Linked DNA regions of Mus musculus: all the other regions are linked to region 3. Evidence: chromatin contacts called from public HiChIP or PLAC-seq, capture Hi-C and promoter capture Hi-C data. All regions are on one chromosome and are shown on one strand. The core of a region is the stretch at or near the end of the contact, and the rest is flanking DNA. Distances in the headings are between cores, read along the strand shown. Region 1 holds the start of Kifc1 (kinesin family member C1). Region 2 holds the start of Angptl4 (angiopoietin-like 4). Region 3 holds the start of Brd4 (bromodomain containing 4). Region 4 holds the start of Pram1 (PML-RAR alpha-regulated adaptor molecule 1). Region 5 holds the start of Btbd9 (BTB (POZ) domain containing 9).

What was found. Promoter capture Hi-C pulls out the DNA fragments that hold promoters and counts their contacts. HiChIP or PLAC-seq counts read pairs in DNA pulled down with a chosen protein or histone mark. Capture Hi-C pulls out chosen DNA fragments and counts their contacts.
Region 1: a promoter capture Hi-C map of liver shows a contact between it and region 3, with 5 times the contacts expected there. The contact joins the promoter of Kifc1 here to the promoter of Brd4 in region 3. A contact is called at or near these places in 2 of 39 promoter capture datasets (cranial neural crest and hippocampal neurons) and 2 of 9 other capture datasets (liver and pancreatic islet).
Region 2: a contact with region 3 is called in a FOXA1 HiChIP or PLAC-seq map of pancreatic cancer cells. The contact joins the promoter of Angptl4 here to the promoter of Brd4 in region 3. A contact is called at or near these places in 1 of 39 promoter capture datasets (hippocampal neurons) and 1 of 115 datasets of contacts at active chromatin or transcription factors (pancreatic cancer cells).
Region 4: a contact with region 3 is called in a capture Hi-C map of macrophages, with 8 times the contacts expected there. The contact joins the promoter of Pram1 here to the promoter of Brd4 in region 3. A contact is called at or near these places in 3 of 39 promoter capture datasets (cranial neural crest, hematopoietic stem and progenitor cells and hippocampal neurons), 1 of 115 datasets of contacts at active chromatin or transcription factors (pancreatic cancer cells) and 1 of 9 other capture datasets (macrophages).
Region 5: a promoter capture Hi-C map of pre-B cells shows a contact between it and region 3, with 2.6 times the contacts expected there. The contact joins the promoter of Btbd9 here to the promoter of Brd4 in region 3.

What each region holds. Positions count from the first base shown.
Region 1 is chr17:33,887,861-33,892,482 of GRCm38.p6, reverse strand. It overlaps Kifc1 (kinesin family member C1), which reads left to right and starts at 1,850. Exons shown (of 11, transcript NM_001195298.1): 1 at 1,850-2,005. The coding sequence starts at 1,988.
Region 2 is chr17:33,778,207-33,783,057 of GRCm38.p6, reverse strand. It overlaps Angptl4 (angiopoietin-like 4), which reads left to right and starts at 1,483. Exons shown (of 7, transcript NM_020581.2): 1 at 1,483-1,995; 2 at 2,165-2,275; 3 at 2,411-2,528; 4 at 4,573-4,686. The coding sequence starts at 1,666.
Region 3 is chr17:32,280,859-32,285,782 of GRCm38.p6, reverse strand. It overlaps Brd4 (bromodomain containing 4), which reads left to right and starts at 1,650. Exons shown (of 20, transcript NM_020508.4): 1 at 1,650-1,720.
Region 4 is chr17:33,636,602-33,640,906 of GRCm38.p6, reverse strand. It overlaps Pram1 (PML-RAR alpha-regulated adaptor molecule 1), which reads right to left and starts at 2,851. Exons shown (of 10, transcript NM_001002842.2): 1 at 2,730-2,851; 2 at 1-443. The coding sequence starts at 2,732.
Region 5 is chr17:30,573,163-30,577,792 of GRCm38.p6, reverse strand. Btbd9 (BTB (POZ) domain containing 9) reads left to right here and starts at 1,506. Exons shown (of 11, transcript NM_027060.1): 1 at 1,506-1,647.

The DNA of each region.
Region 1 (4,622 bases), core at 601-3,100, 1.6 Mb before region 3:
TCCTGAGCCAGCTCCTATCCCAAGGCTGCAGGGGCCAGGTCAGTCCATCCCATGTGTAAAATCTCACAGGTTGGTTTACCTTGCTGTCAGGCTTCATGCCAAGAAAGATAAACTCCCAAAACAGGTTTCAGTAGAAGACAAACTCACATTTTGTCACACACTAAAACTTTTGCTTTTTTTCTAGAAAGTCACTAGGGAAATACTGTCTAGTTTAAAATTATAACCAGTTTGGCGAATTATAACCAGAAATTTTCTAGTGTCCCCCCATTAACATTTGTAGACTTGGAAACATCTCAAGTAAGGTCTTTGGGGGCTGTAGATTTAGAGTTTGGTGTCAAGAAACATACTATTTGGGCTGGAGAGATGGCTCAGTGGTTAAGAGCACTGACTGCTATTCCAAAGGTCCTGAGTTCAAATCCCAGCAACCACATGGTGGCTCAAAACCATCCGTAATGAGATCTGGCGCCCTCTTCTGGAGTGTCTGAGGACAGCTACAGTGTACTTACATATAATAAATCTTTAAAAAAAAAAAGAAACTGCTGGGTGTGGTTGCGCACGCCTTTAATCCCAGCACTCGGGAGGCAGAGGCAGGCAGATTTCTGAGTTCGAGGCCAGCCTGGTCTACAGAGTGAGTTCCAGGACAGCCAGGGCTACACAGAGAAACCCTGTCTCAAAAAACCAAAAAAAAAAAAAAAAAAAAAAGAAACATACTATTTATTTATCCAGTTATGTATGTATGTATGTGTGTGTGTGTGTTTCTTTATTTATTTAAGACAGGGTCTCTCTACAGAGCCTGGCTGCCCTGGAATTTACTTTGTAGACCTGGTTGGCCTTGAACTCAAGAGATCTGTCTGCCTCTGCATTCTGAGTACTGGGAACTGGGATTAAAGGCGTGTGCCACCAAGCCTGGCTTCTAGTTTTGTTTTGATTTTTTAATCTAAAAGATTGTTTATTGACCTGGGCATGGTGGCACAGGGTAGCCCTAGCATCTCTGAGTTCAAGGCCAGCCTGTTCTACAAATAGAATTCCAAGACAGTCAGGGCTACACAGAGAAACCCAATCTCGAAAAAACAAAATAAATATATATGTAATTTATGTGTTTTATATATATATATATATATATATATATATATATGCTTATATATATAATACGTACTATTGGGTATTATTTATATGTGTAAAGATATATGTTTATGTATATAATACATATTGTTTATGTATAATATATAATATTGGAGGCAGGAGGGGCACAGAAAACTTTGTGGCGAATTAGTTCTCACCTTCCACATTATATGAGTTTCAGGGATAACCAGTTTGCTATCCTCCCGGCCCTACTCTAGATTTATGACTTTATTACATCTCCAGATATGGGTTCCACTTTTTCTTCTTTGAGGACAGGTCAGCGCCATCAACCAGCTTCCACTTTTCGGACCTGAGAAAGTGGACCAAGAGCGACCTCGGTGTAACAGTCTCCAGTCTACAGGGTTGGCGAGGAGGTGTGCAAGTTCAGCAGTATCCGCTAGGTGGCGCTCGCTCCGCCCCGACCCCGCTCAGGCACATGCGTATTGCCTCCCCCACGCCACTCCTCCACACAAGCGCACTTCTGACGCAACCAGAGACCTCAGGAAGCCGCGCTCGGCGCTCGGGAGGGGGAGAGGGAGAAAAGAGGAAGAGCGGATCCGGAAGTAGGATCCAAGGGGTCTAGTTCTGGTGCTCTAGCGGACTAGAAGAGTCGCGACTCAGGGGGCGTGGCCCCGGAGGCGGAGGGCACCGTGATTGGCTCGCGACCGCGGCGCCGGCGCGGATTGGCCTCTGCGGATTGAAGTGCGTTGACTGCGCGGAGGTTGAAATTCAAAAGTGGCGGGTGTGGCTGATTGGCCTGGCTCCTGGACAGCCTGGCTTCGGCGTTTTGCGGCGCGAGCCCTTGAGAGGACGCGGGTCTCATCGTCCTGCCTGCTGCCTTTGCACCCTTTCTGTGCGGACCACCATGGACGTGCAGGCGCAGGTGAGTGCGGCGGAGACGACCTCGCGCCAAGATCGGAGGACGCAGGCCGGCCGCCCGGAGACCCGCGTCCCGGGGACAGGTCGGGGCAAGCCGTCCTGCAGGGGAGGGTCGCACCGCCTCGCGCCCAGGACACCAGCGGCCGAGTCAGTGAGGGCAACACACACACACACACACACACACACACACACACACACACGGCGAGGTCCCAGGACAGTCGCAGCGACGTTGGCCCGCCATTCCAGTCGTGCAGGCGCGACCATCCCGTGTCCCTTATCCCCCTCCAGCATTTCCCATTTCGAATTCTCAAGCGGATTCGACATGTTTGTGCTTCTCAGTTCTTACAGATCGCCTTGTGGGAGAAGCGAGGGTTCTGAAAGAGGCCTTGTCGCTTGTCCGCAAAGTACCTTTCTTGCTGATGACCTGTTGTGTTGCTGCTGGATCGGGATAGAGGAAGGGGAGAGGAGAAATGGGGGCATCGGCCCAGAGGATCCTTATTCCCTCGCCTGCCTCTTCCTTTTGCTCATTTGGACTGCTGACTAGTTTATGGGGGTGCCCTTCTTCACCACAAGCATCTGAGGCGTATGTGTGTGGCAATTAATGGACTGATCTCTCTGGTGTCAGGAAAGACCGGCCTGCATTCTTTGTTTACCAGCATTTCAGTCTAGACTGACTCACAGTCGGTGTTCAGCTTGAAGAGACTTTCTGGTATACTCACAGCCAAAAGGGAGAGCACTGCACTGTGACAGGTGACAGTTAAAAAGTAAAATAGTTTTTCTCAGATTTGTTCCTGCAGTATTTGCCAAGCATCTTCTGGCCCTGCACAGCTGTACTTATGTAGGAGACAGGAGTCCTAGCTACCAGTGAGCTGACACTCCCTGGGGAGACAGACATAATACAATTTGTATCTCTATTGGGAGGGAGTGAAGGACAGTAAAGGTTCAAGCAGATGGAAGGGGAAGAAGAAAGCTAGGAGGAACAACATTAACTAAGGTATGGAGAGTTAAAACTGGAAGGAAGAGGTCTGTGGTGCAGTGCTAGGCGAGCATCCAAGAAACACCTGGGTCTATAGTCCCCTGAACCAAAAGCAACGAACCATCCTGAAGTCAGTTGTGCACCTGAGGTCACCTGTGTGGAGGCTCAGACCAGAGCTTGGAGATTCAGGCCAGTGATACATTGTCTCAAAAAAAAAAAAAAAAACCAATATAAATTTGACCTAGTAACCTGAAGCTGGTAGCATGCCCAAGAATAGCAGGGTTTGCTTGCTGATTTGTTGTTGTTGTTTTGTTTGTTTGTTGTTGTTGTTTTGTGGTTTGTTTGTTGTTGTTTTGTGGTGGTGGTAGCTGTTTTCCCTGTGTAACCCTGGCTGTCCTAGAACTCACTCTGTAGACCAGGCTGGCTTAGAACTCAGAGATCTGCCTGCCTCTGCCTCCCGAGTGCTGGGGTTAAAGGTGTGCGCCATCAGTGCCCAGCTGTACTGTGTGTTAAGTGTGTCTGAGAGAAGAGGTCCTTGTGTCTCCCTTTCGGCAGGGAGAGAGAGATTTATACTGGTTAGAGTTGTCCAGAAAAAGCATGAAAAACATAAAAGGTAGTGCTTTTCAATTACTCAGTAATAAAGTTGGGTTTTTTGTATTTTGAAATAGGGTCTTACCATGTTACTCTGGCTAGTCTAGAACTGGCTAGAACTGGTGTACCCACTGCTTCTGCCTCCAGAGAGTTGGGATCACCGCTCTTGGCTTTGTTATTGTTTACTTTTTTTTTTTTTAAGGAAAATGTATGAGAACCAATTTAGTGAACCATCTTTTTTTTTTTTTTTTTTTTTTTTAAATCGCTGTCAAGGTGTGACTTTTTACATTATGGTGTAACATTGTTCTCTACAAACTCTGCCTCCCTCATAGCTTAGCCTGGGATGCATATGGCTGTGGCAGCTAAGGAATTGGTTACTGTACTGGCTAATTTGTGTCTACTTGACACAGGCTGGAGTTATCACAGAGAAAGGAGCTTCAGTTGGGGGAATGCCTCCATGAGATCCAGCTGTAAAGCATTATCTTAATTAGTGATCAAGGGGGAAAGGCCCCTTGTGGGTGGGACCATCTCTGGGCTGGTAGTCTTGCTCTCTTCTATAAGAGAGCAGGCTGAGCAAGCCAGGGGAAATTAGCCAATAAAGAACATCCCTCCATGGCCTCTGCATCAGCTCCTGCTTCCTGACCTGCTTGAGTTCCAGTCCTGACTTCCTTGGTGATGAACAACAATGTGCAAGTGTAAGCCGAATAAACCCTTTCCTCCCCAACTTGCTTCTTGGTCATGATGTTTGTGCAGGAATAGAAACCCTGACTAAGATAGTTATTTTATAAGTTATAGAGATGCTGCAACCCCTTGTCCTGTCCTGTCCCTAACCCCACCCCATCCATGTAGCCCAGACTGACCTGGAATTTTATGTAGCTATGGATGGATGGCCAGGACAGCTTCTTTTAAATGCTCTACCCAGAGAGTCAGTGAGTTGAGTGCAAAGTTTAAAGTGCACACGAGCTGAGGGAGACTGGAAACAGTGGTGGGCCCATGCCCATGTTCACTGCCAGAAAGTTCAAGTAGTGCTGCAGCTATCAGCTTGGAGAGCTTA
Region 2 (4,851 bases), core at 234-2,733, 1.5 Mb before region 3:
TGTGGTTGCTGGGAATTAACTCAGGACCTTTGGAAGAGCAGTCAGTACTCTTAACTGCTGAACCATCTCTCCAGCCTGCTTTTTAAATGTTTAAATGACTGTTTTAAATTGTGTGCATGTGTGTGAGTGCCTGAGGAGGTCAAAGTCACCATAGCTCCTGGAGCTGGAATTATAGGTGACTGTGAGCTGTTGGACTTAGATCCCCTGCAAAAGATGTAAATGCTCTTAACTGGTAAGATAGATTTCCAGTTCCTCCTGGCTTTTTTAGTTGTTGTTGTTGTTGTTTTGTGACAAGGTCTTCTTCCTGGATGGCCTGGAACTTCACTATGTAGACCAGGCTGACCTCAAACTCACAGAGCTTCCTCCAATTGCTTCTTGCTCTGCAGTGCTGGGAGTTAAAGTATGCATAACTATGAATTGTTTTTGTTTTGTTTTGAAACAAGGTCTTGCTGTTTCAGCGTTGACTGGTCTGTAACTTACTATGTAGAGCAGGCTAGCTTGTAGCTTGTACTATTCCCCTGTGTCCTGCGTGATGGGTTTACAGGTGCGTGCCACCAGTTTTGTTGTTGCTGTTGTTGTTTGGAGACCTGGCTCAGAGTAGCCCAGGCTCTCTTAAACTCACTTGTGTAGCTCAAGATGAATTCCACACTCTTCTGCTCCATGCCCCAAGAGCTGGGATGACAGGTCTGTCCTCAGACACTGATCCTCCTTTAACGCAGGTAAATTCCTGGACACCAAGACCCCTGGTGGTGGAGGACAGGCAACAGGAGGAAGCCTAGGGTTGCAATCTCTACAATGTAGACAGAAATCCCAGCTATTGACTATTTGGCCAGGAAGAGGTGACTAATTGAACAAGGGTGTTAGTGATCCTCACAAACACATCTGCAATGACGAATGCTTGAGCTGGAAAGAGCGTGGGAGCCAGAAAGGTGGTGGAAGTGAGAGTGGGGGCAGGGGTTCCGCCTGGTCTGTGGATTAAAGATCTCAGGAAGCCTCTAAGAGGCAGAGAGCAAGGTTCTGTAATCCCCCACTTGCCATCTGAACTCAGCCTACCAGGGAGAGAACTTTCTGCCACGTAACTCTGCCCTACTTTGCTTTTGACTTGAGAAGGGGTCAGTCAAGAAGGCATCCACGTAGCGGGAAGGGGAAAAAAAAAAAAGAAGGCATCTACGTCCTGATTTGTACGCCCTTTCCTCCATTGAACCGGGCTGGGATGCGGGCTAGGGCTGGGAATTTCCGGCCTTAGGATGAACCATGCAGTGCACAGACAGTCACGTCGCTTATTAGGTCGCAAGGAAGGCGAAGCAGCCATCCCCAAGAACTCTTCATACACACACACACACACACACACACACACACACACACACACGCCACACACACACACTCGTAACTACAAAGCCTGTGGCATTGCACCCTAAAACTTGGCCACTCGCTCCGCCCCCGGGCCCCGCCTCCAATGCTCTCCCTCCCACTCCCACACCCGCTTTATAAAGTGGGGCTTTAGGTGCAACCGTGAAACGCTTATGAGCTACGGGCTCCAGATCTTCTTCTGCACCAGAGCAAGTCTAAGTCTGAGCCGGCTCCCCCAGAACTCCAGCTGCTGGGTCTTGAACTCCTGCGTTCCGGAGTCCTAGCGTTGCTGCACCCAAGGCCACCCCCAGAATCATGCGCTGCGCTCCGACAGCAGGCGCTGCCCTGGTGCTATGCGCGGCTACTGCGGGGCTTTTGAGCGCGCAAGGGCGCCCTGCACAGCCAGAGCCACCGCGCTTTGCATCCTGGGACGAGATGAACTTGCTGGCTCACGGGCTGCTACAGCTCGGCCATGGGCTGCGCGAACACGTGGAGCGCACCCGTGGGCAGCTGGGCGCGCTGGAGCGCCGCATGGCTGCCTGTGGTAACGCTTGTCAGGGGCCCAAGGGAAAAGATGCACCCTTCAAAGACTCCGAGGATAGAGTCCCTGAAGGCCAGACTCCTGAGACTCTGCAGAGTTTGCAGGTAGGCGCATCTACTAGGACTCTGACTCTACTTAGACTAACGAGTCTAGTACTCCAGGACCTGGGTGGAGAAGGGCCTCAGAGCAGACTGTGAAAGGGTAGAAGGGAGGGTGAATAAGAGGAGGTTGCCGACATAAAGCCAGGTCTTCACTAGCCTTGCATATCTTCAGACTCAGCTCAAGGCTCAAAACAGCAAGATCCAGCAATTGTTCCAGAAGGTGGCCCAGCAGCAGAGATACCTATCAAAGCAGAATCTGAGAATACAGAATCTTCAGAGCCAGGTAATTACCCCAGCAATTGGCCCAAATGGGAAAGAGGAAACAAAGTGGGGGTGAAATGTAGTGATGAAATGTGGCTAAGCAGTTGTTATGGCATGAGTCAAAAGATCTAACCACCCGTTTCCTGCCCGGTCTTAGATAGACCTCTTGGCCCCCACGCACCTAGACAATGGAGTAGACAAGACTTCGAGGGGAAAGAGGCTTCCCAAGATGACCCAGCTCATTGGCTTGACTCCCAACGCCACCCACTTACACAGTGAGTATCTCTGGTCTTTGCTGTCATCTGGCAACTCCCCAACCACCCCACTTGCCATTCCAATCCTTAGCCTTCTTGTCAGGTCCACCTTAATAGGAAAGAAAGAGATTCTGGCCTTGGGTTCCTGTGGGCTCACTAGGCTCTCATCAAGGGTATTTTTATATATTGCACCCTCTTCACTTATGATCCTGCTTGGCCAGACCACCCCACCATTCTTTCCCAGCAAGAATCTTCCCAAAATCTTATTAGCCGTTAACCAGAACAAGTAGAGGAAGGCAGATCATAAGGAGCTAAAGTTTCAGGGGTTCTGGGAGATGGTGGTGTAGCTCAGGGACATCATGCAAAGGAATCCAGGGCTGTGTGTGGATGTGTGTGCGTTCCCGAGGTTTGGAACCCTCCAACATCTCTTGATGTAACTATAAAAGGGAAAACCAGAGTAAGCACACCCCCACCCCGGCTCCTAGACTAGACACATCCTCTTACATCTTACAGATACAGATCCTTTGTCCTGTATGCTTCCATCCAGTCACATACACATATATACATAACAGTTTCGATCACAATTTCTAGGTCTTAGATTGTGGATGTCCATGCCCAATACTTTGTTTCAAATTGAAGTGTGTGTGGAGCTACGCAGTGCGGGATGGGCGGGTGGGGGATGGGGGGCACAGAGTCAGAGGCTCCCAGTTCCAACCCTGAGTTCATGCCTATTCGTTCACCCTTCTTGACATCTGTGGCTCTCCACAGCCAACTAGGTGAAAGTTTGGATATCCCCTTCACACCCTAAGGCTGCTTGCTGGCTTTCAGCCCAATCCTCCTTAGACTTAATTCCTCCCCTGGCTTTTACTTAGGCAAGTACCTAGGCATGGCGAGGGTCATGGATGAGCTTTTCCAGGGTCGGCAGGCATAGGTTCTGGATGGGTGATGTGGTGGAAGAGAAGAGCTGAGGGGGTGGTTTTGTGGCTTTGGAACTCCCAGACTCAGCCTAGCCAAGTAGAGGAAAGTTCAGAGCTGGAGAGACAAACAGCTGGCCCTAATGGGAACCACATGGGTGGTTTGGCAGTGTGCCTGTCCCGATTGGATGAGAGGAAAGTAGGGGAAAGGGAGCTAGCTGCCCGAGGGATTGGAAAGTATACTTCCCATCTTTCTGGGTCTGCCCCCACTCCTGGCAGTGCAGACGGAGCTGGCTGGCAGAAAGTGCCTGCATGCCCCTCCCCCAGTGACCTTTCTCCTACTTTCCCTGGCTGGGCTGGGGGTGGTTCTTCCTGAATTTAGAGGACTTGTCAAGGCCAAGTTCTTTCTCTCCTCCTCTCCTCTTTTTCTTTTCTTCCTCTTCCCCCTTCTTCTGGTAACAGACATAGCCGTATCCCACACACACACCCAGCCTCAGTCTCCCAGTCCCACTGTCAGCATCTTCTACTAATTCAGAGTACCCCTTTGCTCAGTCAGCTCAGCTCTTGCCTTACCCCAGATCCACCCCGTCCATTGTTTGAAGTCTTCACTGAAACACTGACTGTGGGGTAGGCTTTAGGTGGTTACAGGTCCCTACTGTGGACAAACTTCCTCCTCGTCTCTGGCCTCAGTGGGAGGAGTGGGGACATGCCTCCAGATGACTCTTCATCAGCGACAATACCTCTGTTCACTTTTGGGAGTCTAACAGGGCTTGAGAGAGTGGAATAGCATCCTTTTAGAAGCTGAGACCCAGAGAAAGGAATGGGAAAATGGAATCCCTGGCATCAGGACCATGTGCTGATTGTCAATAACAGGAAGGTGTGATACATGGGAAAAAGGCTCAGGGAGAGAAGCCTTTGTGACCTGAGAGGGTAGACAAGCAGAGTGGGAAGAGTGAAGATTGGTCAAGGGACTGACCGTTCCTTAGTGTGCCTTGAGGACCCTACTGGAGAATGCTATAATGAGGCAGGAACGAGTTTAGGCAAATCACCCTGGGGCTCATCCTCTACCACCCAGCCTTCACACTCACCAGTCTCCTGAAATCACTGGGGGCTTCTCTCCTGCTTCACTCTCTCCCTTTGTCTACTTTCAGGGCCGCCCCGGGACTGCCAGGAACTCTTCCAAGAAGGGGAGCGGCACAGTGGACTTTTCCAGATCCAGCCTCTGGGGTCTCCACCATTTTTGGTCAACTGTGAGATGACTTCAGGTAGGATGTGCTGACACCCACCCCCCCAAGGAGCCTCCTTGCCATGCACAGCCCTGATGTCATAAAATAAAGCCATGTATAGATCAATAATTACAAGCACTTACCTAGCTTGTATAAGCTCCTGAGATCCTTCCACAGTAACACACACCCTATTATGCAGCTTGT
Region 3 (4,924 bases), core at 401-2,900:
ATTCTAGTTTAAGTTTTAGGACAGTCAGGGCCATACAGAGAAATGCTGTCTTAAAAAATCTCAAAGATCTTCTGTATTCCAGGCTGGGATGTTTTGCAACCCCTCAAATGGTCACATACCTAGTTCAGAGTATGCTGGGAGCTGACTTACGTCTTCAAGAATTAAAGTTAATCTGGAGGACAAGAAAGAGAATGTTCTAGGCTTAGAGATCCGTACTGATCAATCTTCAGCTCCTCTACAGAGGCCAGCCAAGAAGACCTGGGTGTGGTGGTGAACACATGTAATCTCATTACTTGGAAGGCTGAGACAAGAAGGGTAAGAATTCTTAAGATCCTGCTCTGAAAAAAAAAATCCCCGCTGGCTCATTCTCTTATTTCATGATACATGAAATATTTTCCTTAAGTTGATTCCATAAATTGAGTGTAGTGAATATAGTGAAACGTGTCTGTATTTTCAGCAATTGTCAGTTCCCACTGACACACAACTAGCCATAGTCCTCTGGCCTTAATGTTCCTCTATCACCTGTCTGAGGGCTCTCTTCACCATCTGCTCTTTTGAGTCTGTCATCGGATTATTTAAATTTTTGGATTAAAAATCTTTTCTTGGGGTTGGAGATTTAGCTCAGTGGTAGAGCGCTTGCCTAGCAAGCGCAAGGCCCTGGGTTCGGTCCTCAGCTCTGGGGGAAAAAAAAAAATCTTTTCTTGTCGTTCTTGCATGTGAAGATCCCCACTCATCTGCAAGGTTCCTTCCCTGAGTCTGCGTGTCGGCTTCCTCCGAAAAGCTGTTTCCTTATGGATGGCCCTGAAGACTCTTCTTGTCTTCTCTTGATCTTCCCTCTTCTGTGTATCCCTCTGGGGTACACAGTCCTCAGAGACCCTCGATCGTGTTCCAAGGACTCCCGCCCTCCTCCCCCCAGTCGGGGGAGCCAGTCTCCTGTCCTCACCTCTACAACCGCCGCCGGCACTAACGAAGCTCTCCGGACCTGGGAGGACCAGCGGGACGCGCACGCCGGGCGGCGGCGATGACACGGGGCCGCGCGCGCAGCGTGCGTGGTGACATCAGTGCGCTGGCGGCGGCGGCAGGGCTGTTTGTTCTGCTCTCCCGCAGCCGAGGAACCGAAGCAGTGGCGGCGGCTGCGGCGGAGGCTGCCAGCAGTGCCCGCGGGCGAGCGGGGCCTGTGAGCGCAGCGGCGCGGCGGGCGCGGCGGACGGGCCCCGGCTTGGCGTCCCGGACAGCGTGCGGCGGCGTGCGGCCTAGCGTCTCAGGTGAGGGGACCGGTGTCCTTCGCGGCCGCGAGGCGGGCTGCCGGGGCCCCACGGCGCGGCCCGCGTAACCTGCATTGCGTAATGGGGCTGGTGCGCCACCACCTACGCCATCGGCGCGGGGGTGGGGAGGCCGCAGTTTCGTGGGCCCGGAGCCTGGTGCTTCTCGCGCCCTGCCGGGGCAGCCCGCGCCGTTGGGGCGGCGGCGGCCGAGTGGGCTCGCGGACTTTGTACCGGGGCAGTTGCGCCCGCCGCTGTCCCCCTTGGCGCGGGCGGCGGCAGGGAACGGGACCGGGACCGGGACCGGGGGCGCGGGCGCGCTGGGCGGCCGGGGGCGGGCGGGGGGCGGGCCAAGCTCCCGGCACTTCCTGCCGCCGCCATTTTGTCAAGTGAGGAGGAGGAGGAGGAGGAGGAGGAGGAAGCGACTGCCTCTGGATCTGCGGTGCGCGCCGGGCCGCGTAAGTCCGGGCCGGGGATGCTGACCGCGGGTACCGCCCGCTCTCTCTGGTTGCAGTTCCCCCTTGGGGCGGGTCGCTCTTGCGCGTCGTGCCCCGGCGCGCTCTCCTTCCGTCAGCTGGGTACTCCTGCCAGTGCTGGGATAGCGAGTTCCCGCTTCATAGTCTCACCTTTCCGGCTGTCCCCGGAGCTCTGCCTAGAAAGAGGTAGAAGATTTTGTTCACAGGGAGAGAGCTTCCATTGCACGCCTGCTCCAGGCTGGACCCAGGGGACAGGAAGGGTGACGAAGGACCAGGAGTCCCTCTCGACCCACCCACTCCCAACCTGGAAGCCTACTCTTTGGGTGCTTTGTTTTGATGGGTCTCTGCTTGCTGCCGTCCCTTGCAATGGCTTCTTACTTGCAGGAGTGTGTCGGTTTAGGGTGGGGATGTTGGAGAGTTGTGATTCAGCAAAATGACCCCCCCCCCCCTTACACACAAACACGGAAATAGCACTTAAACAAGAAGCCCCCAAGGCCGAGCTGGGTTGGAGATGGGAAATCCCACGTTAGTGTAGTGGACAGTGTGAATACTTTTGCTCAGGCCGGTGGGTGAGTCATGTGCCTCTGCTGATTGGCTGACCTCCCTGTTACTCAAGACAAGGGTTTTTTTGTTTGTTTTTTTAAAAGTGTTTTTAGCCTGCTTGTTTACTTGTTTATGCTTTTCGAAATCTGGTGAGATTATCTCCTGTGTGTGTATATATGTTGGATGCCAGTTGCAGCAGCCCTCTTGAGAATGTCTTTACTTATCATCAAAGGTGATATTAATAGCCCCTGGTTACTAAAATCCAACTCTCAGTGTACTTCTAAGCCAATGTGCTCTTCAGTGCTATAATAAAAAATTGGAAAATTTTTATGAATGGAGATGTCAACTTCCCTTGGAATTGGTAGAGCTTGGGTGTTGTAAAGAATGTCACCCACAGGGCTAGACAGATGGCTCAGCGGTTAAGAGCACTGATTGCTCTTCCAAAGGTCCTGAGTTCAAATCCCAGCAACCACATGGTGGCTCATAACCATCTGTAATGAGATCTGATGCCCTCTTCTGGGGTTTATGAAGACAGCTATAAATTAAAAAAAAAAAAAAGAAAAAAAAAGAATGTCACCCACAAAAATGCAAAGGAATTATGAATGTGTTTTCAATTTCAAGAAGTCTTCAGCTAGCCGGGCGTGGTGTCGAACGCCTTTAATCCCAGCACTCGGGAGGCAGAGGCAGGTGGATTTCTTAGTTCGAGGCAAGCCTAGTCTACAAAGTGAGTTCCAGGACTGCCAGGGTATACAGACAAACCCTGTTTAGAAGTCTTCAGCTGGGGCTCAGTTTTATGGGCTTTACAATAATTTACAAGAACATTATTTTATTCACTTTAATTTGGATGGAGAATGATCTTTCCATAGAGGGCATTTATAGGTAACCAACTCCTTCCTTCTCAAAGCTTCAACTAGGAAGGTTGGAAAAGGTAACACTGTCAAAGACTGAATTGAATTGATCAAATCTAGAAGGAAAAGCCCAGAATTATAAAATATATTGTTGCTGATTTGTACATCCTATCTTTGGTAGCCAATAAAGTATTTAAGGACTCAAGGTAAAGTAAGTCTTTTTAAGTGGTATTAGTTGGTCTTAACTGGAAATAAACCTCTTTTTATCTTGTTAGCATTCTGCACATGCAAATTGCTAAAGATAAGGGATTTTGCTTATTGATGAAAGCTAGGATACAAAAGTGACTGGGACATTTTGGATGTTCTGAATGCCCGTGTGTTTCATTTGGAGGGCTGCAAGAGGGAACTTTTATCTAAGGATTGCTGGAGAACCTTAGACCACTTAGTAAAATTTCCACTAAATTATTGAATTATTTAAAGGAATTTAGACTTTGTCTCCAGAGTTAATCTTTTTTGAGCCAGTTTTGTGATCTTTGTACCAAATTACACTTTCACTTTTGGAGAGATACAGAAGGCGGCAGTATTTTCAAGTTACACAATTCAGGCTGTTGAATGACTTGAGAGTTAGAGATTCTATAGAGTGGAGAGTATGTTTATTAATATTTGTGCACACATGCATTCTCCCCTGGAGAGCAGAAGAGGGCCTCGGGTCCTCATGAACTAGAGTTATAGAAGGTTGTGAGGAGCCGTGAGAATGCTGGGACCAGAGCCTGAGGCCTCAGCAAGAGTGGCAGTTACAGACTTGCCTTCTCTAGGCACTGGAGGCAGGGTTTTGATACAGGGTTGAGTCCAGGCTGTCCTCAAACTTGGCAGTTCTCCTGTCTCAGCCTCCTAAGTGCTGGGAGTCACAACAACCTGCTTGGGGTTGTTTTTAAAGAAAAGCCATTCTGGGCAGTCTATGTGGCTGTAAAGTGTTTGAATGTTTAGAGTTTGGGAAGATGGTACAGTGAATGGCCTGTAACTTCAGCTCTTGGGGGACTGACACTGCCTTCTGACTTCCTTCCACCCATGCATGCACAGCGTGCGCACACACACACACACACACACACTCTCACACACACACTCACACACACACACACACACACACACAGTTAAAAATTGTAATGTCTAAGTTTGAAAGAACCTGTGAGATTAACTGAGGTTGGAAAGAAGAAGGGCGTGGTATCACACACAGCCCTGTAATCTCAGTACTCAACAAGCAGAGAGGCAGGAGGTTCTCCAGTTCTTGGATAGCTTGGGCCACCTACTGATTCTGTGTTCTAGAAGGAAAGTTTGTCATTGAAATTTACTAATGGAGCTGGGTGTGGTGCCACAGGCCTTTAATCCTAAGTACCCTGGAGGCAGAGCGCTTTTGAGGTTGAGGCCAGCATGGTCTACAGACCCTATCTTGAAAACCAACCATCCAAAACCCCCCTTGCTAATAGTATCTAATAAGTCTTGTGATTTTTATTGTTTTAGTAAGAAAACACCAGACATTTGCAAAGTGAGAATTGTGAGAAAATCCTTGCTGCTGCTATTTCACTTAATACATATGGTATGCACATGTAGCAGATTTTTAGGTACTTTCATTTTCTTATAATTCCACAAGAGAGGGTTTTGTTTGGCTTTTCTTTTCTTATTCTGTATTGTGTACTTGGTACCTAGAAGAGCATCTTAACGATTGAATAGGAATTTGCCATACATAATACTAAATGCAAGTTCATTAAAACAATACTGTGATTTATAAGACGTGTGA
Region 4 (4,305 bases), core at 1,602-4,101, 1.4 Mb before region 3:
GAGAGCTCTCCAAACTCAGGTTTTGGGGGCTTCTTGGGGAGGCTGGCAAACTGGGGCTGTGGGGGCTTCTTGAGATCTGTGAACTCAGCCTGGGAAGGCTTTTTGAGACCTGTGAACTCTGGATGTAGAGGCTTCCTTGGGAATTCAGCCTGTACAGGCTTGTTGGCTAGATGAGGGAACTCAGGCTGTGGTGACTTTTTAAGAACTCCAGGCTGTGGGGGCTTCCTGGGGAGGTCTGCAAACTGCAGCTGCAGTGGTTTCAAAGACACTGCACTGAGCTCAGACTGTGAGGACTTCTTGGGCTGCTCACTTAACTCAGTCTGTGGAAATTTCTTCAGGACTTTGTTTAACTCAGGCTTTGGGGTTTTTCTGAACAGTTCTCCAAGTTCTGGCTGAGAGGTTTGGAACTTAGCTTGGAGGTTTCGGAAGTCCTGATTGCTCCCCTAAAAGACATGGGTCATTCAGGAAGGCTCTCATCACAAGGCGGCAGATGGAGAAACGGTTACAGTTGGTCACAGGCACACAAACCCATCACCCTCCTCTTCCCTTAGGTTCTCATTCTAACTTTGGTTCTTCCCCAATCTCAGCTTCTCTTTTTGGGTAAGAACTACTCCTGTCCCCAGGTTCCTGGAACCCACGCCCTCCAGACTCCTCCACCTAAGCTGTGTCTAACCTCTAACAGGACCTAACTACTTATTCCTTTCTACTAGCCCATGGCCCACGCTTCTGATCAACAATATCTTCAACCTTTGTGCTTTGTGCCACTGCTCCCCCTTGACCTCTCTTTGCCCTCTGCCTGATCACCGGTTCTCCCCAGTCCTTTTTTTTTTTTTTTTCCTGATTTCAAAATACATCCGGAATTCAACTACTTCTCACTGTCACCCCAAGTAGAGGAACTGCCCTCCACAGTCCAGATCACTGTAATGGGCTCCTCCTCCGTGGTCTGCTGCCCTAGAGGAGGCCTATAAAGTGTCTGCTCCCAATCTCTCAGCGAGTTCATCTCTGAGGAAAGCAAACAGTCCCTGAATGACTCAGCAGTGGTCCCCCCACCCCGCCTCTGTCCTGTCTGTAATGCATACCACTCAATGCATGGGTCTCTCCTCTTCCTCCTCTGTGTCTTTATGATAATGCTCCTTAAGGGTGACCTCGGAGATAACCCCATTTTAAATCAGTTTTCTCTTCCCAGTTGCCCACAGTCACCAACATTTTCTACTCTCTTTGTCTCCCATTACCTATGAAGTTTTTTATATTAGTTCTTATATTAGGGTTGTTTTGAGGATTTTTATTTTTGTGGTGTTAGGGATGGAACTTAGCACCTTGCTAAACAAGCTCTAGCAATGAACTATATCTTCCCAGTGATGAGGGTTTTTTGTCATCGTCCTCTCCTCCTCCTCTTCCTCCTCCTTTTTTTTAATTTGTTTTTTGAAGCAGGGTCTCATATATCCTGGGCTGGCCTCAAACTTGCTTTATAGTTGAGGATAACCTTCTGCCTCTGCCTCCCATGTGCTGAGATTACAGGTGTGTGCCACCATTAGTTTAGCTTGCTTGCTTGCTTTTCTTTTTCTCTTCTCTCTTCTCTCCTCTCCTCTTCTCTCTTCCTCTCCTCGCCCCCCTCTCTTTTTCTTTCCTTTCCCTTTCCCTTTTCCCTTTTTCCTTTTTCCTTTCCTTTCCTTTTTTTGTTTTTTGTTTATTTTAAGTCAGTTTCTCACTATGTAGCCCAGGCTGGGATTCAACAGTTCTACTGCTTCAGCCATCTGAGTGCTGGCATTACAGGTGTATACCACCATACCCATTTTGACTATAAATTGTTAAAATTTAGTTGGGGGGACTAGAGAGATTTCTCAGTAGGTAAAGTACTTGTCATGCAAGCCTGAGTTCTAGCTTCAGTACTCATACATAACAAAGTCAGGAGCAGTACCTGTCATCCTAGTTAGCTCTGGAGAGCTTAGGCCAGGAGGCCCTCTAGGGCTTGTTGGCTAGCCATTCTAACTAAGTTAACAAGCTCTACATACATCTATCTAAGATGTGGGTATTAGGTGTCATAGTCCCTGACATGTCTCATGAGGACCAGAAGGGAGGCTCCCCAAATGTACAGGCACTATATGATATGTTTAGAACATTTCTGGTGCTCTCAAGTCTGACCTGCTCTTTGCCATAGGTGCTGGTAGATATCCCCAGCCTATCTTCACCAAGGGTAAAAAAGATTGGAGGACAGAGAGGACAGAACCTTGTAAATCTATCTAGAGATGGACTCAGAAGGATCTCTGGGAAGGAAGCAATTCTTGCCTGGGGTCAGACATTTCTTTGTTGAAGCCCCAGTCTAAGTGAGTTGATGACCACAAGGGTAGATAAGGAAGGGTTTAGCAGAGCACAGCTTGGGTAACGGACTGGAGATGGGGACTGGTGTAGCAGGTGCGTGACCCATTTAATCACTTCACAGGAAACCTCTGCTTATATCCCAGCTGCTGACCTGGATTGAGGGTATATCATTCCAGGCAGACCCAACCAGCACCACACTGCCTTGCAGTCACAGATACAAAGCTGGTCCACAAGAGCTCAAGCTATTATGCCTTGGTTGTTTCTTATCTTTTCCTGTGCCATCTCATCCCCAAGACTGTTCTAGCTCTGTTCTGCTAGGTTACCCATGAGGGCATATTTACCAGTTCCCCAGTTTCTACTTGGGACCCTTGTTACCTGAATGAACTTCCAATGGGGGCTTGAGGACTCACCATGGCTTCAGGGGATGATGAACCACAGGGTGAATGAGCTCTGAGCTTAGGCTTCTGCCTTGAGGAAGTTAAGTGTGGTTTCTGCTCCACGGGCTGACACACCAAGTCGGAGCTGTTGGGCTGGGGAGGGCAGAGGAGGAAGGAGGCGGAGATAGCCTTTCTGTCCCCTCCTTGAGTTCCTGCCTGTCCACTACTGTCCCCAAAGTCAGGTCATTAGACCTAAGCACATCTATAAAGCACAAGTTTCCTAGCTCCTACTAGCCTCTTGATTCCCTATTGTCCCCCTTAGTTTTAACACTTTGGGGTCCTGACAAGCTTTGTCTCTGAAGAGGCAAGCTTAGGACAAACTCAGGACAGTCACAGCACCTTAGTGGGGATTTTATGGCTTTCTCTGGGTCTTAAGACGTCTCTAAAGAGGTAGACCTAGGATATGGCTGTTGCAATGGTGAGGACATATCTGTCCTCCTGTATTGCTTCATCTACCTTGTTTCACCATTTGTACTCTCAACAGGACTTCCCTGTTAAGGTGACAAATGCCCCATCAGCCAGGGCTATGCACCCAAAGCATCATCAACTGGGATAAGCAGACTTATGGGTGGGTGGCATTAAAAGATGTCTAAGTCCTGGGCTGAAGGGACATCACTGTTGCTGTGAAGGTATGGGGTTTTAGGACCTCTCAAGTTCACAGTGGTTAAAGGAAGCAGAGAGAGGAGAAACAAGAAAACTGGATTGCAGGAAAATGAAGCCCAAAGTGGGACAAAGGTAGATATAGGAAAGGAGAGCCCTGACACGTGATTCAGTCCACAGGAACAAAGAACACTCAGCAGGGTTCAGAGGTATGATTCTCAGTTTGGGAACAGAATAGAATTCTTTGAGCTGTTAAAAAAATATCTTCCAGAGATTCTGATGTCACCAGTCTGGGATGTGGTCCAAGGAGGAGGACTACTTACACCCTAGCAGGATGGTTCTGGTGTATAGATGAGTGTACATGTGTCTATGTCCCTGGAGTCACAAAGTACATGCTCTAAGCAACTGGCGTAGTGGTGCATACTTGTAATCCCAGCAGAAGCAGGAAGTTCACTACATTTCCAAGGTTAGCCTAATCTACATAGTGAATTTCAGGCCAGCCAGCACTACATAATGAGACCCTGACTCAGAAACGTAACCAAAAAAGTACATGTTCTACCCAGGTATAGTGGCACACATCCGTAATCCTCGCATGTGGGAGAAGAGGATATTAAGTGCATGACCATCCCCCGGCTGGAAAGTTGAGACCCTGTGAAGGAAGATAACATAAACTAAATCCAAAGTTTGTAGCTCTGTTGGTAGTGTACTTATATAGCATGTACAAAGCCTTAAATCTGATTTCTAGAATCTCATAAAACAGCACTTGGGAGTTAAAAGCAGGAGGATTGGAAAGTCTGGTAGTTTAAGGCTATTGTTGCAGTGCCTTGTAAAAATACAATGAAGCCGGGCAGTGGTGGCGCACGCCTTTAATTCCAGCACTTGGGAGGCAGAGGCAGGCGGATTTCGAGTTCGAGGCCAGCCTGGTCTACAAAGTGAGTTCCAGGACAGC
Region 5 (4,630 bases), core at 257-2,756, 1.7 Mb after region 3:
GGTGGGAAACATTATTCTATAAAACACAACAAAGCTGGAATTGGGTATCACCTGTGGGCAGTTTCCTAATGTTAAACTCTAGGGTTTGCTCTGTTTCTTCAAAGATCTCCCACTTCAGTTTGCCCCCCCCCCCTTTTTATTTTTTTGGTTTTTCTGAGACAGGGTTTCTCTGTATAGCTCTGGCTGTCCTGGAACTCACTCTGTAGACCAGGCTGGCCTCAAACTCAGAAATCCACCTGCCTCTGCCTCCAGAGTGCTGGGATTAAAGGCATGCGCCACCACCGCCCGGCTCCCTTTGTTTTTTTAAATGTACCAATCCCGAAGTCAATTCTCCAAGGACAAATAAATTGGGGACACGTGTATCGGAAAGTAGATGTATTAAATTGATGGATATCGTTCCACATGGAAGATGAGAGCGGAGAATGTTTCCCCAACCAACGTATCCACATTCCATCGTTCTACCATGTCATCCGTAAGGAATGTCACTACCATTTAGTAACTGACACACAAAGGCAGCTTTCTTTCCGTCTTGCTAAATGTTACTCCCACCTGTCTCAGCAACCACGCTAGAAACCTGGCCTACCTATTCATTCCCCCGCTCAGAGCTGGCCTCCGCGTTTCCATCCCCACCGCCAGAGTCTAGGTTGTGGCTCTGATCCTTCACTGGCCCAGCCCTAACCCTTGCTGTGTCTGTTCATTTTCACTGCCCATTTAAGTCGTCTTTGCTTGGAATTAAGTCTTCCATCTTCAAACCCACACACCCAGGTAAGTAACTTTCAAGAGTGACGACTCTCCAGTTTCGGCCAGGAAAGACCTACAACCCAATTTCTACGGCTTCAAAGTTCACAGTGCCTGCTTCTTATGTGAAAGATGGAGTCTAATGGGCTTTATACGTTACACTTGGTAGTCCTGGAGTGTCGAGGACTTATGTCCGGGCTTTCTGTCAGGGTCTTGAAATAAGGAGTTCGAATGAGATCAGTTCGCCCGCAGCCTCGCATGCATTATTTCGTCCTAAGTTGACACCTTTCTAGCGCAGGCAAGTCGGGTATCCGTCTTCCCACTGACAGAAGGAGGAAACTGAGTCGTGGTATTTCAGGCCTGGCCTCGTAGCACCTTCATGCTGGTAATGCCTCTCTTGGCCCATTCTCCTCGTCCAACTTCTCGCACGTAGCTGACTGTCCATCAGGCAAGCGACTAAGTGCAGAAAGACGAGGCTTTCTCCAACCGGCGCTCCGGCTCGTCCCCTTACGCAGTGACGCGACCGATGACGCTATTCAGTGACGTGTGATGACGTGCCTCACCCTGAGCCAGGTGTCGGCAGGGCGGCCACACCCTCAGGGCCCAGTACTGGAGGGGCAGTGGCTCCGACCTGGGGAAACACGCCGCAAGACCCCCGCCTGAGGCGACCTGGGGCCCTGGCGTCCTGGGTTCTACTGGCCCACGGTTGAGCCGTTGCTAAGTGACGCCAGCGCGCAGAGCGCGTGCGCGGCCACGGCGGTGTGCGTGAAAGCGGGCGCGCGCCGCGACGGCGGCGGCGAGGAAGGCGGCGACGGCGGCGGTCGAGGGGGCGGTGGCCACGAGGCGGGGTCGCTGCTGGCGGAAGAGACGTGTGTGGCGGCTTCTAGGTCGCTGAGGGACATCGTCGGGGTGAGTCGCCCGGACCGCTCGTGAGAGTTGGGGCCTGGCCGCACCTGCTGCGCGGGCCCGGGGCGCGGGGACGCGCTCCCCCTCCCCGCCGGACCCGCGCGCGCCGCTCCACGCCCCTCGGCCGCTGGTTCCGGGGGCGGGGACGGGGGCTGAGGAGGGTCAGTTCCCGGGCCTGGCGCTCTGGGGTGGGGGTGGGGGGGGGTGAGAGGGGGGCGCTGGAGAGAGGGGTGCCGAGGGACAAGTGACTGGACTCCAGTGCGACGCTGCCGGTTTCCTTTTAGGAATTTGAAGCGGGAGAAGCCCGCGTTCCTCAGCAGCCGCGCGTCCACACTGAGACGCCGACTGTGCAAACCTGACAAACGCGGAAATGGGGACCCTCGGGGTTCGCAAAGTTTTGGGGTAAACCGCGAAGAGATCCGTCAGCTCTACCCTGGCGGGTCTGGGAGTAGGAGCGGGTTGTTAGAGAGATCGTTAGAATCTGTGCCTGCGTGAGCGTCGGGCACACCCACGACCCGGGGAAGGCGACTTGTCAGTGAAGATGCTGGTTGACTAACCTGTTGCCTGGACCTTCCAGCCTCACGTGCATGCCCACGTGCTTCTCTGAACATTATTATTATTATTATTATTATATCCTGTGTTGATCCACATTTTTGAAGCCAAGGGACCATATCCATCCAGTATTGTTACTTCCTCATAGACTCAAATCTGCCCTTGTATCTATTTCCCAGAACCGTGCTGTGCTTTGGCCATTTCAAGGGTCTTGCAGGTAGAGCAGCCCTGCCTTTTGTGTGTGTTCTTCCCAGAAGCAGTGCGGGCTGTTATTTATCTGGTGGAAATGTAGATTGTGTTTCACGCGTGGGCTGGCATGGTGAGACTGGAGTTAAATGATGCAACTGGCCATCAGCCAGTATACAGGATTCTGTTGGGTCCGTTGTATGTGGTGGTTTTTTAAGGAGGAATAATGGAGACAAATGGAAGAAATAATCTTTCCCGTTATGAGTTAAAGGCAGTGCCAAGTGAGAGTGACAAGATAGGGAGCACTGACATTTGATCATGCCTAAAAACTGAGGGACATAACTTTAGAGTTTCCACCCAGAGTCTAAAATCAGGAGATTCAGTTTTATAACGGAGTCTCTGTAAGGTATGGTCTCTGAAGTTCTCACGTCTTGGAATCAGTAAAGCTTGCTTTGAAAAACCACTCAGGAGCCACTGTTCTATTACGAGCTTTTGTGAGTGAGTTACTTATTTCCCCTTTTGCTTGTGCCTCCTAGAAAACTGCCCGCTCCCGGGTAGATAGCTATGCGGTTGATGCGGCCTCATACCCCGTGGACAGTACAAGGGGAACATTTAGTTTTATCCTTCACATAGTTAATGCAACTGCCTCCCTCTTTCCCGAGTTGTGCCTCTTAGTGAGAGGGTTATGGGGTCACAAGTGAGGTCCCTGACCAGCCTGTTTTCTTTTAAGAATGAGCTGTCTAGTCAGAAAAAGAAATCATGTATATGTCAAAGAATCCCAGAAGGAAGTGAGGTAGTAGGATTAGGTGGGGCTATAGTATAGGAGAAGTTTACACAGGAGGAGGTCAGATACAGGGCTGGCCTTTAAACAGAGAGTAAAATTGGAATTAGGAAAGAGATAAATCCTGTGGTGAAAAGTTAGTGCTAATTTGGTCATTGGATGGCGGAAGGATATTTTGAGGAGGCTTGTGTGACTGGAGCAGAGAAAGGTTCCTTGTACAGAAATAGTGGGGAGAGAGGCTTTACAGGGTGGCTGTAAAAGTGTTACAGACATCCCATTAATTTTAGTGTAGACTCCGTCCTGGTTAGTTTTTTGTCAACTTGACAAAAACTAGAATCACTGGGGAAAAGGACCGTCCGTCTGCTGAGGAAGTGCTTCCGTCAGGTTGGCCTGCACAGGATGGGTGTGTGGTGTGAGGGCATTTTCTTAATTGATAATTGATACAGGAGGTCCCACCCACTGCCCTGCAGATCTGGCTAGGCCTTGGCAGGCTGTCCTGGGTTGTAGGAGACAGGCAAGCCAGGAAACGGCATCTGGCTCCTGCCTCCAGGTTCCGGCCTTTGCTTTTCTTGATGATGGACAGTTGGCCTGTAATCAAAATAACCCCTCTCCTAAGCTGGTTTTGATCAGGGTTTTATCACAGCAACAGCAAATCAACTGGAACAGAGTATGTCTGTAGGGTGGGATCAAAATAAAATCTTAGACAAGAATAAGTTACAAGTGTTACTCTTTTAAAACATCTGTTTCTCCTCTTCCTCCCCCTCCTCTTCTTCCTTCTCCTGCTTCTTCTTCTTTTTGTTTTGTTTTTGTTTTTTTTTTTTTTGACAGGGTTTCTCTATGTCATGGTTTTTCTGGCTGTCCTGGAACTCAGAAATCTGCCTGTTTCTGCCTCCCAAGTGCTGGGATTAAAGGCGTGTGCCACCACTGCCTGACTCTTCTTTTTTTAAAAAAAATTGGTTATTTTAATCTATTTGATTTTTTTTTTTTTTGAGACAGGGTTTCTCTGTGTAGCCCTGGCTGTCCTGGAACTCACTTTGTAGACCAGGCTGGCCTCGAACTCAGAAATCCACCTGCCCATGCCTCCTGAGTGCTGGGACTAAAGGCGTGCGCCACCACGCCCGGCCAATCTATTTGATTCTTGAGATAGGGTTTTACATATATCCTTGGCTGGCCTAGAACTTATTTTGCAGAGTATTCTCCTTACTCTGCTTCTTGAGTACTGGAATTACAGGTGCTAGCTATCAAGCCCTGCCTAAAAATAAATGTTATTTTTACTTAAAGGATATCTGGCTGAGCTAGGATAAAATTTCTGTATCCTTTGATTTCATTTAGTAATTGGAATAAATGTTTCATTCCTGTGCAGTTATCCTGGGCTGTCAGTATTGCATGCCTTCAGCCACTAAAATCTACCTAATCGTCATCTGATGATATTCAGTGATATTCATGATACAGTTTCCATCATGATTA